Regions from separate parts of the Bos taurus genome. Here region 2 is linked to region 1. Evidence: chromatin contacts called from public Hi-C data. All regions are on one chromosome and are shown on one strand. The core of a region is the stretch at or near the end of the contact, and the rest is flanking DNA. Distances in the headings are between cores, read along the strand shown. Region 1 overlaps FNDC3B (fibronectin type III domain containing 3B). Region 2 has its middle 5.6 kb from the start of TMEM212.

Region 1 (3,926 bases), core at 956-3,455:
CCTCTGTGTGTCTCATGAGTTTTTGCATGATGCAATAACTTGAATACATATTATACCTAGAATAAAATGTATGTGTGATCAGTTTCTAAAAAATTGGCAAGATTCACAAATAAATCCTGACTGGATGAAAATTAGAGACTTGATCTTGCTGCTGCTGCTGCTGCTGAGTCGCTTTCAGTCGTGTCCGACTCTGTGCGACCCCATAGATGGCAGCCCACCAGGCTCCGTGGTCCCTGGGATTCTCCAGGCAAGAACACTGGAGTGGGTGAGACTTGATCTTAACTCTCCTTAAAAGGCAGCTGAATTGCAATTGAGCTGGCAACTCACATTTGTCAGGTGCCCAGACGAAGTTAAATCAGCCAGCTTGAGGAAGGAATTTGAAGTTACAACATCCAGAATTTCAGATTACCTGTTTTTTCCCTCCTCTTTAATGGCTTTTCAGCTTCTAGGTTAGAAATTTAGACTGAGCCTTCCCTTCATAAAAAGCTTCTTTTCTTTATTCATTAAAAAAGATAGCTATCTGAGGTTGAATTTGTGCTTGTAGGAAAAAGAAAGAGTTTCATATGTAACTCCTTCCACCTTGCTTTGTCTTTTACTTGGTCCATATTTCCTTTGGCATATTCTACAAGGAGACCAGAATGCCCCATGTGATAACAAATAAAGATCTCTCCCACCCTCTGGTAGGTACTTGCGTATTCTTGGACTCACTTGATCCAACTAACAGCTTCTGGTAAGGGCCAGTGTTATTCAGGAATTCTTCCAAGTTGAACAATTTTTAAGGTATCTTCCCAGAGGATAAAGAGTTTGTCTTATTATTAGATCTTAGGATTGTCTTATTAGCCCTTTGTTGTTGAATGAGCAGAGTCCTGGTGAGGTCCTTTGGTCCTCAACTGTGTCATTTTCATCTTCCTGAGTCTGGTCTTTGACTCCTGGAAGAGATTATTTGAAAGCATACTCGTAAGTTGGCTCCACATTCATGATTTGGCTTAAATAGAATCAGGAGTTATTTGAGGCTTTTTACTGGTTTTCAGGGTTGGCAGACTTTTTCTGTAAAGGACAAGATAGTAAATATTTTTCTTTGCACACATATGGTCTTTGATGCATATTCTTTATTTCTTTTACAACCTTTAAAGATATGAAAACCATTTTTAGCTTCTAGGCTCTACAGAACCTGACTATGGGCTGGCAGTAGTTTTACTATGTAAGAGTCTTTGCTGTCAGAAGTATGTTAAATGGGAAGTTCTCAGATTTATTCATTTCCAACTATATAGAAATAATGTTGGTGAAAAGAGGTAAGGTAACAAGTGAATTCTTAGTAATAAGAATATGTTAGTGTTATCAGCTATGGACAGTGTACTATCCTGGAGGACACTGCCCTCTCTTCCCCTAACCTTCTCCTGTGAATATACTCATATTTTTTATTTGATTTCATGTTTATACTAGGAAAAATGGCAGAATTGTGTTAGTGGGTCTGTAGGAACAAGTACTCATATAGCAAGTTCATGCCTACAGTGGGAGAAAGCAAGACAGGCCATGCATTTGTTTTCTGCCTTTTGTGTGTATATATGTGAATTTAAACTCATGACTGAGAATTTAGTGAAAGGTTGGGTAGAACCAGATGTCCTAACCAGTTTTAGTGTCTTTCTGAAGATAGTATTTAACTTGCATATTATTTTGAAGCCTTGTGGAGAGGAGTGTCATATTCACACACTCCACAGGGAGCTTGCTGTTTGATTTGCTCTCTCTTCTCTAACTTCCTTTGAAAGGTTATACTTGGTGTCCTTCCAGGTTTCAGTGCAAACATTGTTTTCCCAAAACCACCTTGAGGGGATTGATAGCCCTTTAGATACATCACACACTTCATGCCTTTCCTGCTGCTGTTCTAGCTGATTGTATAAAGCCATTCAGTCACTCCTTGTCTATTATTTTCAATGGAAATTTTTTTTCCCCATTACTTTTTTCCTCTAGACCTTTAGAAATGATTTTTGGGCCCAAATTCAATTGTGAATAGACAGACATAGCTTCTAGGAAAGCCGTTGGGACTCACTGAATTGTAACTGTTGGACAAAGGCATTTTGTTTAGAAGGCTTGCCCCAAAGTGGTGTTGGAGACTGAAAGAAGGGCCGCCAGCGTCTGGTTCTTTCTGCTGTGAACTAATAGGGAAGCTGATGTTTGCTGAGTGGATGGCTGTGCTCACTGTCCAAACAGATCTCTGTTTGCCAACTGTGAACATATTGCTGCCTCTGTGAGGCACTCTATCATGCCTTGAATGGATCCTCTTGTGTTCAGAATTTTCTGACTCAAAGGAGGGAAAGAGAAATATTTCTTTCAGACTTAAGTATTCACCGGAGCATCCATAGTCTCATCAGACCTTTAGAAACCAAGCATGCACCGGAGATGCTTCTTAAGGAGAATGAGGTGGGGGGTAGAGGAAAAAAAGGAAGAAAGTAAAAGACAGCTCCATTGAAATGCCTTGATTCTGGCCACTCGTGGCCAAGGTTTTATAAATAAACCAGGCTGCCTTGGTAAATAGAATTGTGAGAATATTCCTGATTTCCCCTGAGCAAAATAAAACTTTCAGTACTGAGTTTCCAATTCGTGGCTCACTTCTGTTCACTTTTACACACACCTACCTCCCAAAGCATATAACACATTCATAATATGTTATTAAATGGGTAATAGGGTTTCATTCCACTTGAATAATTCCTTAAGAAAAGATTAATTGATATATGTGTCTTAATTACTTTATAAACTCTTCTTAGAGTTTCAAACCTATTCTATAAAATAAAATGGGATTTTTTTTTTGCCATTTCGGTCCCTTTATTGAGTCATTTTCTGTACTGAAATCTGCTTTTTGGCAAGCTCTAGTATTAGCTGTGTGACTTGAGGACACAGCTCACAGGACAAGGTTAGACTTTCTTTGCAATTACCTGTTGTCTAGAAACCTTGGATGGGTGGAGAAAGGACAGAACCAACAACATTGTCTGGTAATGAAACTAAATGAGTACACGGCACTCATAGGAAACACCCATTTTAGCCTGAGTTATTTATCAAGTGTCTGTTAAACCTCTGGGCCAACTTTGCTTGAGTATTGTGGGGAAAATGCAGAGGGTTTCTTGTAACTGATGGGAAGGACTATGCTTTTATGAATGGAAAAATAGATTCCCACACAGCAATAAATCTATGTTGCTTTCCCTTAGCCAATGAGAAACCAGTGTTGATTTGCCTAGATGGAATAAATGATTTTTTGGCTTAACCTGATAGAAAGCTTAAAACGAGGTTCATCACCCCATCCCAAGCTATGGTGTTAACAACCATTTTTGTTGACCGGATAGGTATTAATCATTTTTATTGTCTGGATATTGGTATTTGTTTTTGTTGTCTGTATAATTTTATTTGTGATTTCCTGTACTCACAGAAAAATCTGGGTCAATTACCTCATTTGGTTAAAACTGGAGTATAACAGGAGTAACAGGAATGGTTGGGCTGGAGAGGAAGTGGCTACTGTGGCTCTGGAGTAATAGAGGTGATCCCAGCTGATCCGTGGGGAGCTAAGCTGCCAGGCGTTCTTCTGAGACATGCCTCATGTCTCTCCCTCACTCACTCACTCACTCCGTCCTCTGATAATCTTGTGAGATTGGTACTGTTACCTTCTTTGTTTTATAGATGAGGAAATTGAGGGATAGAGAGAAGTTTAGTAATTAATATGCATAGGATCACACAGCTAGTAACTGGTGAAGCTTGGAATTGAATCTAGAAGAATAGGCCCAGTATCATTCTCCTTGCAGAGTTTCAGCCAATCTTTTCTTTATTTCTTGTAGTGTATTTTGGAGAAGTGTTTAAAGTTACTTAAAATCTAAATACTAGGAAGCTGAGATCACTTCAGAAGGATAATGTGTTTTATAGGTAAAGGAATTTGCCCTTCT
Region 2 (3,957 bases), core at 598-3,097, 340 kb before region 1:
CTCAAGGAGATAACATTCTTAGTGATACAGACTTCTCAGGGACAGGGATTTTGGTCACATACATACTTTTGCTCCTTTGGGATTTATTTTAAGCTATGGAATCTTAGCTATGGAAGGAGTCTTAGAAATTATCTAGCTTAACCTCCACCACATGTTACCAAGACGGACAACAAGATTAAGAGGTTTTGAATTACTCAAGGTCACACAGCCCTGGTCTCTGTCTGTTCTGCCAGACTGCTTCTCATCATATTCATTTGTTTAAGCCCACACCTCCTCGAGCAGATGTTCAGGAACATTCCATACGGCAACCATCCCAGGCCATCTCCACATCAAGGGCCAGAATCCGCACATGAAGCACTGCAAGATGGAAAACTAGCCACAGCAATGCTCTAGACAGGAATTCTGGGATTTTAACATCAATACACAGAAACGGACATTTGATTTTAGTTCCTTCTTTGTTCTAAGTGTTTAATAAAAAAAAAAGAAATAGCAAGGACTCTCTTTGTTCAGTTCTTTTTTTTTTTTTTGTAACTGGGAGTAGAATCAGAAGTTCTAATAATGTCTCCTCTGTACATATGCAGCATCATCTCCATTCTTATTATGTCCTTGGCTTCAGACCAGCCCTATATACTTGGGTATCTCATAGTTCAATTTTCAGATGTACATATGTGCTTTTAAAAGTTGGAGTGCACCTGTATACTGATCTACTAGGGAAAAATGAAAATTACACACTTCAGAGTCAAGTATTCCTAAGTTCAAAACCAGGATTCAACATTAATTAGCTGGGTAAGCTTCATTATTTAACACTAGAACCTCAGTTTTGCCATCTGCAAAGTGGGAATAATGAAGATACCCTTAGAGGGCTTTAGTGAACACATCCTCCCTGTTCTTCCCTCCCTTTCCCCTTTCACATACGTAGGTATAGTTGGATCAAAAAGTATGTTGAGTTTCTCACTGAAAAATTTGGTCCTTTCCTCTTTCAAAAATCCCAAGAGAAGGACCTGCTAAGCTGCTAAGTCACTTCAGTTGTGTCCGACTCTGTGCGACCCCATAGATGGCAGCCCACCAGGCTCCCCCCACCCCTGGGATTCTCCAGGCAAGAACACTGGAGTGTGGTGCCATTGCCTTCTCCAATGTATGAAAGTGAAAAGTGAAAGTGAAGTCGCTCAGTAATGTCCGACCCTCAGCGACCCCATGGACTGCAGCCTTCCAGGCTCCTCCATCCATGGGATTTTCCAGGCAAGAGTACTGGAGTGGGGTGCCATTGCCTTCTCCGAGAGAAGGACCTAAATGAATATAAATCTCCCATTTAAAAGGACTTAAAGGTTTGTCCCTAATAGCAACTTTAAAAACAAACATCATCTGAAAACATTTCAGGATACTTAGAGCAGTTCCTTTCTCACTCTTTTTTTTTTTTTTTTTTGCCCTTTCCCTCAATTTATTTCCCTTTTGTCCCTACAAACAACTTTTGTCAAATGTACACGGACAGCCCATGGCTCCCATCGCTCCTCTGTCCCGGAATCAACTCTGCAGACCCAGGCTCTGGATCTGTGAGTGACGCAAGAAGCTGTTTTTGGCCTCAGGAATGTTTTCCTCTATGTTCTGACTCCTCTCTTGTTGTCCTTCTCTCCTCTCCATCTTTTCTCCACCTCTCTTCCCCAGACACCTCCACCACTTTCTCTCTTCCTGTTTTCTTAGTTTCTTCCCCTCTCCTTGGTGGCCAAAGCACCCATCAATCACCGCCACTGTCATAATCAGTTCTGTCTGTGACTCCTCTACGTCCAGGATAAAACAAGATAGGAGCAGCGGCTCTGAAAAGACAGACATCTCCACAGTAGCCTGTGGGAGGCTGCCTGGCGCGTCAAGTCTGCCAATAAGAGCATTTCCTTCCAGCTGCAGGGCTGGGGAAAGCCAACCAACAGTGAGCTGCACAAGTTTGCCGGTGACACACTTAAGTTGTTTTTCTTTGTGAAAACAGGGGAAAATTCTGATAAATTCCAGATGATTTCAAAACACATTTGAGGGTCAGATATACAAGAGGCAGATAAAATCGGAATTAGGTAAGTACAAGTTGAGGCACAAATCTCTTTTTAGGTCCAAACATCTTGCAGATTGAAAGTCTTTAAATTTGACAATTCCCAGTTAGGGATGATAAAAATTGAACTTTGCTCTCCTTAAACCCCAAGCCATTATGAGAAGGGAGGGTTCACTCAAAGTTGAAGCTGAATAGCTAGTAAAAAGCTGAGGGAAGTGCGCATTATGAATGAGCACTGGAACGTTTTTTAATCCAATTAAGGACCTGTAATATTTGGAAAGACCAAAAAATATATTAAAGATGCCCATTAAAGTGTCTACATGAATGCTGTGTCTTCATGGTATAACCAAATACATGTGTCCATCATTCCTATGCTAGGAAGACAGGTTCATCTTGGTACCGAAGAGGTCAAAGCAGTTTCTGTCTTACACTCCTTACCCTGTGATCTACATTTATCAATATTCTCAGAGATTATTGAACAGCATTCCTGTATGTCTGGGCAAAAGTTAGGCCTTTCATTTTTTGCAAGTTACTAAAGCTATAATCTTTGTTTTCCCCTTTTTGTTCTCCTACCTTTTAATTTGAAATTTTCGAACCTACAGAAAAGCTAGAAGAAAGCATGAAAAACACTAACATACCCAATTCACCAATAGAACCTTCTCTTACATAACCATAATGTCATTCATACTCCCAAGACACTTAACACTGAGGCACTAGTGTTATCTAATAGAAATTCCATATTTAAATTTCCCCAATTGTACCAGTAATCTTTCATGATACAGACAATTTTGAAGTGCCAAGGGTACTGCTTTGTAAAATGTCCCAGTAATCTGAGTTTGATTGTTTCCTTATGATTAGATTCAAACTACACATTTTTCCTAAAAACGATACACAGGTGATCATGTATAGGTATCTGCTGTGCTTTAATCAGTTGCTGCACTGAGGTTAGAAGAGTATTAATTTTCTAATTTTTTCATTCTTCTGTATATATCAGATGGAATCCTCAGTATGGAACTCAGGTCTTTTTTAAAAATTTTATTGAAATATGGCTGATTTACAATGTTATGTTAATTTCTGCTATATAATAGCAAAGTGATTCAGTTATATATATAAATTTTTTCCATTATAGTTTATCAGAGGATATTGAATATAGTTCCCTGAGCTATACAGTAGGGCCTTGTTATTTACACATACTTTATATAATAGTTTACATCTGCTAATTGCAAGCTCCCAAATCTTTCCCTCCTGCATCCCCTCCTTAACAACTACAAGTCTGTTCTTTACGTCTTTGTGTCTGTTTCATAGATATATTTACTTGTACTGTATTTGAGATTCCACATATAAGTGACATCATATGGTATTTGTCTTTCTCTTTCCCATTTTCTTCAGTTAGTATGATAATCTCTAGGTCCACGCATGTTGCTGCAAATGGCATTACTTCATTCTTCTCTATGGCTGAGTAATATCCCATTGTATATGTATACCACATCTTTACCCATTCATCTGTCATTATTTGTCTCCATGCCTCGGCTACTGTAAAAAGTGCTGCTATGCACATAGTGGTGCATGTGTCTTTTCAAATTGTAGTTTATTCTGAGTATAAGCCTAGGAATGGGATTACTGGATCATATGACAACTCTATTTTTAGTGCTTTGAGGAACCTCCATACTGTTTTCCATAGTAGCTGCACTAATTTACATTCCCACCAACAGCGAAAGAAGGTGGAAACCTGGTCTTTCTGATGCTAAATGCCATGCTATTTCTGCTGCAGGAGCTACCTCTCAGATGTGTAAAAAAATGAAGCTGGTCACCAGAAGCTGCAAATGTCTGTCTAGTCAAGGCTATGGTTTTTCCTGTGGTCATGTATGGATGTGAGAGTTGGACTATAAAGAAAACTGAGTGCCGAAGAATTGATGCTTTTG

Evidence for each region. A called contact is a pair of places that touch in the nucleus more often than the background predicts.
Region 2: a contact with region 1 is called in a Hi-C map of liver, with 2.6 times the contacts expected there. The contact joins two enhancer-like sites. A contact is called at or near these places in 2 of 11 Hi-C or Micro-C datasets (liver and skeletal muscle).

What each region holds. Positions count from the first base shown.
Region 1 is chr1:95,316,915-95,320,840 of ARS-UCD2.0, reverse strand. All of the region lies in intron 2 of FNDC3B (fibronectin type III domain containing 3B), which reads left to right. Among named protein-coding and RNA genes, the nearest start is that of FNDC3B, 88 kb to the left of the region's middle. Within about 2 kb of position 2,205, at least 18 of the 102 cell types and tissues checked have an H3K27ac peak or open chromatin away from gene starts, as enhancers often do. A contact at or near this core is called in liver, where this site is marked.
Region 2 is chr1:95,654,106-95,658,062 of ARS-UCD2.0, reverse strand. No RefSeq gene overlaps it. Among named protein-coding and RNA genes, the nearest start is that of TMEM212, 5.6 kb to the right of the region's middle. Within about 2 kb of position 1,847, at least 38 of the 102 cell types and tissues checked have an H3K27ac peak or open chromatin away from gene starts, as enhancers often do. A contact at or near this core is called in liver, where this site is marked.